Linked DNA regions of Oryctolagus cuniculus: region 2 is linked to region 1. Evidence: chromatin contacts called from public Hi-C data. All regions are on one chromosome and are shown on one strand. The core of a region is the stretch at or near the end of the contact, and the rest is flanking DNA. Distances in the headings are between cores, read along the strand shown.

Region 1 (3,850 bases), core at 391-2,890:
AGGGAGCCCCTGCAGGGTCTCTGCTGGGCACCTCTGTCTTGGGGGCACCTCAGTGGCCTGGGCAAAGTGATCCTGAAGAGGCCGAGACCAAGGCTGTCCCGGCCAGCACAGGCCCAGGATGGGCCAGGCCGCTGCCTGAGAGACCAGGGACCAGGCGGTGGGCAGTGCCCCAGCCCCGCCCTCACTGTGCATCCCAGCGTGTGCAGAGGGCTTGGCCCGCTACGCCACGGCGCCGGCCCCGCCGTTACTCGCTAAACCACAGCCCTCATTGCGATCACACCCAGAACCTCTTTCCTGGCCAGGGAGTCGTGCTGAGCGCCGAGCGGGGAGAGATGGGGAAAGTTCTGGGCGGGGCGGGGGTGCTGGCCGCGCCGGCGGTGTTTGTACCCAGGGCCACTGAGGCCGCCACTGGAAATGGTGCCTCTTGCTTTCGGTGTATACTTTTGCTTTATGTTTTACCACAGTGCAGTCACTCTGTTGGACTCTTACGTGAACAGCACGTCCGTTTCGTGTCCGCAATAGCACGTGTCTGAGGGACTCCAGCGTGGCAGAGTCGTGAATGAGGGCACTCGGCCGGGCCGGCTTCCTGCGCGGGACACTGGGGCACTGCGAAACCTGCGCGCAGGGCGTGAAAGCCACAAAGCGAGCGTCAGTCCCCTCGTCTGGCTGTTTCAGAGTTGTCAGACCCAGGGCAGCTCCTCCCGGTCATGTGCCCTGTGTGTGCATGTGTGTGGTGTGTGCATGTCTGTGTTGTGTGTGTGCATGTGTGTGGTGTGTGCATGTCTGTATTGTGTGTGTATTTGTGTGTGTGCACCCCTGTGTGTGCATGTGTGCATGTCTGTGTTGTGTGTATTTGAGTGTGTGTGCACCCCTGTGTGGGGCATGTGTGTGCGTGTGTGTTGCCTGTGTATTGTGTGTGTTGTGTGTGTGCGTGTGTGTGTATGTCTGTATTGTGTGTGTATTTGTGTGTGTGCACCCCTGTGTGTGCGTGTGTGCATGTCTGTGTTGTGTGTATTTGAGTGTGTGTGCACCCCTGTGTGTGGTGCATGCGTGTGCATGTGTGTTGCCTGTGTATTGTGTGTGTGTGTTGTGTGTGTGTGTTGCGTGATGCTGGCGTGAGTGAGGACTGCACACCAGGCACTGTGCAGAACGCCCCTCTGGAGGAGGCCCAGGCTGGTGACCGCTGGGCAGGGTCTCCACTGGGTAGCTGTGCTGCCTTCTGTCCTGCAGGGGCACCATGTGAGACCGTGCGGGTGTCCTGTCACTCACCCCTGCCCCTAACTCCAGCATCCAAGGGTGACTTGTGACTGGATCAGGCATTATCGCAGTGGGTACCATGGGGACCGTTTCTTACTCCTCCGTTCCTGTTGCCATTGTTGCTATTAATAGTCTCAGATGAGGGCCTGAGTCCCAGGAAGCTTCCTGCCTGGTAAACGGATGGGAAAATAACAAACACCCAGTGAGATCCGCGGGAGGAGCATAACCTGGGGAGGGGTGATCCCAGAGGCCTTCCCGGAGGAGGTGGTACAGGAAGTAAGCCCTTCAAAGGAAAACAGAAGTGAGGAAAAGCACGGTGTGCAGTGGAATGAAGTGGTGAGGTTGCAGGCCAAGGACACAGGACCACAGCCAATTCTGGATGTTGGGCCGGGAGCTCTGCCAGGCCTGCAGGGCCACGGCCAGGGCTGGGGCTGGTGGAAGGGCAGAGCAGGCAGAGCGGGAATGGTCACGTCAGAGCTGGTGACGTGGCCTGTGCTGTTGACCTTTACTCTCTGACCCCATGATGACCTCCTGCGAGCCATCTTCTCCTCCATGGAAAACCAGGGTGTGGAGAGGTAAAGGGGGGAGCAAGCTAATCCAGCCGGGAGGGGCCAGAGGTCAGGAGAGCACAGGGCGCCCTCCTCGGCTGCCTGAGCCTTCCTCCAGGTCCCTGGGGACCCAGAAATGCCCTCGGCTTCCAGCTGGGCCCCAGGTCCTCCCAGGAGGGACCCCCTCCCCAGGCTGACTCCTGGGCTCCCCCCCAACAGGGGCAGGGGCCACTGGGCAAGGAGGCGTGGGCTGCTTTCGCTCCCTGCACCCAACAGTCCCCATCCTGCGCAGGGCTGCAGCCCCATGGGGGGAGTGGGGGAGGGGAGGGCCTCTGTCCTCTGTTTCCTTGCTGGAGCAAAGCCCTGGGGTCGGACTTGGTCCCACCAGCGGGATCCCTGGTGCTCAGCGGGTGCTCGGCCAGAAGCCAGAGCATATTTTTAGACAAGCTGTAGGTGGGGGGTGGGCAGGCGGGGGCCCGGGGGGAGGCTGGGCCGCCTGCCAGCCCCGAGGGCGCGGGAGGCAGCGGCAGGTGACCTTCAGCGGCCACCCCTGCCCTGGCTCGCGAGGTCAGGAGGGAGCCGAGTGCCCACGTGCTCCGAGGCTGGCCTGGGGGCGGTCCCAGGAACCTTTGCGAAGCCTGCAGCCCAGCTACTGCTCCTGAGGGCCAATCCATCGGGCGTCTGCCCTGGCGGCTGCCTGCTGGGCGCGGCCCGGGCACAGTGCAGAGTCCTGGGCGGGCTGGGACGGCTGCGATCAGCCAGCTGGGCCTCTTGTTTTACAGTCGGGAGTGGACACAGGGCGGTGTGGCTGTCCAGGGTCACAGGGCCCGGGGAGGGGTGCGGGTGGAGGATGTGCAGTGGAAACATGAGAACACGTCGGGGACATGCTCCAGGGGCCCATGTGGGCGTCGGTTGGAGACCTGGCTGCTCTACTTCCAATCCCGCTCCCTGCTAATGCTCCTCGGAAAGCAGTAGAAGATGCCCAAGTCCTTGGGCCCCTGCACCCGTGTGGGAGACCCCGAGGAGGCTCCTGGCTTCAGACCGGCCCAGCTCTGGCTGTTGAGGCTATTTGGGGAGTGAACCTACAGATGGAGGATCTCGCTTGCTCTCTCTCTCTCTCTCTTCCTCTCTGTCTCTGTAATTCTGCCTTTCAAATAAATAAAATAAGTCTTAAAAAAAAAAAGCGCCTCCCAGTGGCTGTCGGCTGCCCGGTGCCAGGCGAGCTGTGGGCACACTGAGCTCAGAGCAGGTGTACTCGTCGCCCGCTGGACGTCCGCACGGGAAGGCCGCCCAGCACGTGGAAAATCGATGCCTCCCGCTCCTGTGCTCCTGGCCTGGGTTATTTGCATTGATTCTCCCTCCGCAAACAAGCACATAGTTTGGGGCAGGAAAACTTTTTAAAAATATATTAAAGCTGCAAGAGTTGCCAAGATGGTGGGGAAGCTCCAGGCCACGTTCTGGGACGGAAAGCAAGAACCCGAGGGCGTTTGCCCACCTGGTGAAACCGGGCCGGGTCTGGGTGTAGGCGTGCAGGCAGAAGTCGGGGTGTGAGAAGCCTGACGGGGCCCCCCTGTGAAGCCTGGGGACGGCCTCACCCGGGGAAGGGGGAGGCAGAGGTAACTCTGACATACCCCGCCCCCCGCGCCAGCCAGCTCCCCTGCCAACCCAGGAGGAAGGGGCTCAGTGCTGAAGGGAGTGGGAGGAGGAGGAAGGGGCAGATGCCAAGTTTAAGTCCAGGGAGGTGCAGCCCCTCGGAGCTGGAGCCCATGCCCAGGCAGGCAGCTTTAACCGAAGCAAACAGGTGGGGATTTCACCAAGTTCAGGGAGCAATGGAATTTACAAATAAGTTTATTTAAGTTATTTAAATAATAAATCTTAAAAATATAAAACATATAGGCCGGCGCCGCGGCTCACTAGGCTAATCCTCCACCTAGTGGCGCCGGCACACCGGGTTCTAGTCCCAGTCAGGGCACCGGATTCTGTCCCAGTTGCCCCTCTTCCAGGCCAGCTCTCTGCTGTGGCCCGGGAGTGCAGTGGAGGATGGC
Region 2 (3,821 bases), core at 647-3,146, 240 kb after region 1:
CCTGCTCAGTGCTGGCCCACGGGACGGCTACGACTTCCCCGGGTGTCACCCCCGTCCCCATCTCAGCGTGGTCTGGGGCCCCCTTGGGAGCTCCCCTGCTGCGCAGACCCCCACGTCGAGGCTGGCCCAGCACCTAGCCCACTGCTGGCCACACACTTCACAGCTTTCTGTCACTTCCAGCCAGCGTTCCCCCCCACACCTGGCGTCCACGGCGTGGGCCAGAAACCCTTCCACAAGACGGAACTGTCATCCCTCACCCCACAGGCTCATACCTCTGCGAGAGGCTCCCGAGGGACCCGGTGTCTCCCTTCCACCCTCTATGCCACGCAACTTAGGCGGTGCCTCTGTGAGCATAACACGGAGTCGTGGCTCCCCTGTGGGCATCAGAGCCCGAAGGCCAAGGTGGTCAGCAGGTGCCCCGTGAGATAGCCAGAGCTGGACGTGCATGGAGTGTCTGGCTGGGAGGGAACCCGGGCTGGGATGGTGTCGTGAGCACCACTTGTCACACAGCTCGACAGGGCTAATGTGACGTGTCAGAAGAAACAATTGTGACAGCCTCCTCAATATAATTTATTGTTCAATACCACTCAGTATATAATCAGTGCACACATCTAAAGGTCAATACCACTCAGTATAGCATTAGTCCACAGGTCACAACACACATCTAAGAGTCACAGTCTCACACAGTAGCCAACAATAGATAGATATGAAGCCTAAAAAGTGTAAGCAATCGGCCGGCGCCGCGGCTCACTAGGCTAATCCTCCGCCTAGCGGCGCCAGCACACCGGGTTCTAGTCCCGGTTGGGGCGCCGGATTCTGTCCCGGTTGCCCCTCTTCCAGGCCAGCCCTCTGCTGTGGCCCGGGAGTGCAGTGGAGGATGGCTCAGGTGCTTGGGTCCTGCACCCCATGGGAGACCAGGAGAAGCTCCTGGCTTTGGATCAGCACACTGCACCGGCCGTTGCAGCCATTTGGGGAGTGAACCAACGGAAGGAAGACCTTTCTCTCTCTCTCACTGTCCACTCTGACGGTCAAAAAAAAAAACTGTAAGCAATCGAAACACGTGGCTCAAGTCATTTGATAAATGCTGCGTTTTCACTCCTACATGACAGAAGGGAACCTCAAGAACCAGCATTTAGCAAATGACTTGAGCCACGTGTGTTTCGATTGATTACGCATCGGAGCCTCGCTGCTCCCCGCTACCACTCGGGGACTAGGTCTCGGTCGTGGACTGGCCGCGGGGGCAGATGTGGAGCCGTCCTCCAAGCTGCAGGCGGAGACGCAGAAATTGGGCGAGGCTTCGATGTCGTCCAGCGGAGCCTCGGCCAGACGCGGCGGATCCGCCCGGCCACTGCTTCCCGGGAGGACGGAGCGCCCGTGGGGGCTCGCCTGTCGCCCCCGCCCTGGGGCAGGGAAGTCGCTGTGGCGGCCGTAGGCCCTCCCTTCGTGGGTGCCGCCAGAACGTTCGTTCTTAGGTGGGACCAAGGGTGACGCGGTCCCGCGGGGCCTGCTGGCTGGCTGCTGCTTTATGACGTGCGTTCCCGGGTCCTTATCGTGCTTCTAGGCAGATGTTCTGGGCAGTTCCTGGTACTTAGTATTAGCTTAAGGGACTCCATTTTTGGTTTGCTTTTCTTTTTTTGGGCTAGCAGTGCTCCGTAACTCCTGTGGGATTCCCCACAGAGGGGAACCCCCCTCCCCCGGGAGACGGCGACTGCGATCAAAGCCAGCCCCCTTCGCAGCGTCGCCCAAGTTCTTCAGGGGACCCCGGCGGTCGCAGTCACCACACTTGCTGCACCTGCGAGCGAAGAAGAAACCCAAGCGAAGGCACGTACCCCGGCGCGGAACGCGACGTGCGAGGCCGCGCTTCCCGCCGGACCGCAAGCGCGGACGCCGCGTGAGGCGGAACTTCCGGCGCGGGGCGGAAGCGGCGGCAGGGGCTAAGTGACTGAGGCGGGGAGCGCGCGACGGCGGGCGAATGTTGGCGGCGCGGCACGTTGTATGCGCCTTGTCAGGCGGAGTGGACAGCGCGGTGGCCGCTCTGCTGCTGAGGCGGAGAGGTGAGGTGGCCCCCACGCCCGCCTCCCTCGCTGGGCCCCGCGGCGCCGACTTGCCGTGAGCGGTTCGCAGCCGCGAGCTGGTCAGTGCTTTGCGGCGCAGGTGCGGGGTTTCTCGCTGGGCGTCCACGCTCGAACCCGTGGGGCCCGGGGCAGCGGTGAGGGGGAAGGGAGGCCAGAGGCCGCGCGGGTGCTCCCCGTTCGCGGGACGGCAGCCTGTCCGCCCGAGGCGCGTCCGTGCCTCCCGCCGCGCCGGGTCTCGGCCTGCGGGACTCGTGTCTCGGAGAAGGGAGGCGCGTGGCAGGCTGCTGAGCCCGGGCGAGGGAAGCGCCCTTCGCCGTGCAGCGGGGACGACCCCAGCCCGCGGAGTGCGTGCAGGAGGGATTACCCCGTGCCCAGCGCAGACACGGCGTCCGTGCTAGAAACGGTGCTGGCTTCTCCCGCCGGCCGCGGCAGCGAGGCCTCTGAGGGTCGGCGTGGCGGCTACCGGTGAGGCCACCCACGCGACGCTGGTTTGAGTCCTGGCTGCGCCGCGTCCGGGAAAGCAGTGTAGGATGGCCCAGGTCCTCGGGTCCCCGCCACCCACGTGGGAGACCCTGATGGCGTTCCAGCCCCTGGCTCCAGCCTGTGGGCAGTGCAGCCATCCGGGGGGTGGCCCTGTGGGTGGAAGGTCTGAGTGCCCAGCCGCTTCAGCCAGTACCTGCTGCTGCCCGGAGTGCGCCCCGCGGGAAGCTGCAACTGGGAGCCGAGCCGGCGGGAACCCGCGCGGTGATGTGGATGGGGGCCTCCCAGTGGTGCCGCGTGCCTGCCCGAGAGTGGGCTTTTGAAGCTCTGTGTGTGGTGTTCCTCGTTCTAGAAGCTTCTGCGTCGTGCTGGGAGAATGGGCTTGAGTTAGACACAGCCCTGCCCCTGGACACCTCCCTGCCCAGCGAGCTGCGGGCGACTGAAACTTCGGCACCTGTGGAAGCCGGGCCAGGTGCTTCTGCAAGCAGGCGGGAGAGCCCATGAGCTGCTGGATGGGCGGGCTTGTGAGCCTGGCTGCTTAGTTTGGGCAGATCTGTCGCCAGATCTGTCTCGGGCACTGCGTTGTCGCGACCAGGCAGCGCCTGTCTTCGTGCAGCTTCCCCCGGGGAAGCCGCTTCTCACGCGAGGCGGCCTTTCCGGCTGCTCGGTTTCTTTGTCAGAAAGGGGGGAGGCGGGCGGGACGGCCTTGTCAGCCCGCAGGGAAGCGGCTGCAGTGTCAGGCCTCCTTTCCCTGAGGACTTAGTCTTGGGCGATAGCTTCAGAACGAGCCTGCTTTTCTGACCACTGGATGGCAGAGTGCTCGGCGAAGCGTCGCCGCGTTTCGGCCGCTGTGCCCTTTGTTCGGCACACGTTTGCTGAGCCGAGGCGCAGGTGGGGACGCGGGACAGAACGTGCCGCCTCGCCCCCCCGAGCTCTCAGGCAGGCTGCTCAGGCCGGTAACGCGTGTGATGTCGGAGGCCTTGGGGGGACGTGGCGGGAACATGGGGGAAGGGCGTCTGCGGTGGCTTGCTCTGACAACCGGGGGCACGGGGCCACTGACTGGGCTGCCACGAGCCGGGCGCAGAGGCCTGGGGGCGCGGCCCGGGTGTCGTGGACGGCTCAGAGCGCAGAGGCCGCTGTCCTCCACCTGGGGCTGAGCGGCTGCTCTCCTTCGCTCCCCTCCCTCCCCTGCAGGGTACCAAGTGACAGGGGTGTTCATGAAGAACTGGGACCAGCTGGACGAGCATGGCGTGTGCACCGCTGACA

The links. Hi-C and Micro-C count contacts between places; a contact is called where the count stands out from the background.
Region 2: a Hi-C map of an unstated tissue shows a contact between it and region 1, with 2.4 times the contacts expected there. The contact joins the promoter of TRMU here to the enhancer-like site in region 1. A contact is called at or near these places in 2 of 6 Hi-C or Micro-C datasets (ear pinna and an unstated tissue).

The regions. Positions count from the first base shown.
Region 1 is chr11:120,661,856-120,665,705 of mOryCun1.1, forward strand. It overlaps LOC127485310, which reads left to right. Exons shown (of 4, transcript XM_070053043.1): 4 at 1-3,850. Among named protein-coding and RNA genes, the nearest start is that of MIRLET7B, 7.5 kb to the left of the region's middle. Within about 2 kb of position 1,641, at least 1 of the 8 cell types and tissues checked has an H3K27ac peak or open chromatin away from gene starts, as enhancers often do.
Region 2 is chr11:120,903,734-120,907,554 of mOryCun1.1, forward strand. TRMU (tRNA mitochondrial 2-thiouridylase) reads left to right here and starts at 1,897. Exons shown (of 11, transcript XM_051828164.2): 1 at 1,897-2,054; 2 at 3,750-3,821. The coding sequence starts at 1,973. It overlaps LOC127485319 (a long non-coding RNA gene), which reads right to left and starts at 380. Exons shown (of 2, transcript XR_007912423.2): 1 at 273-380.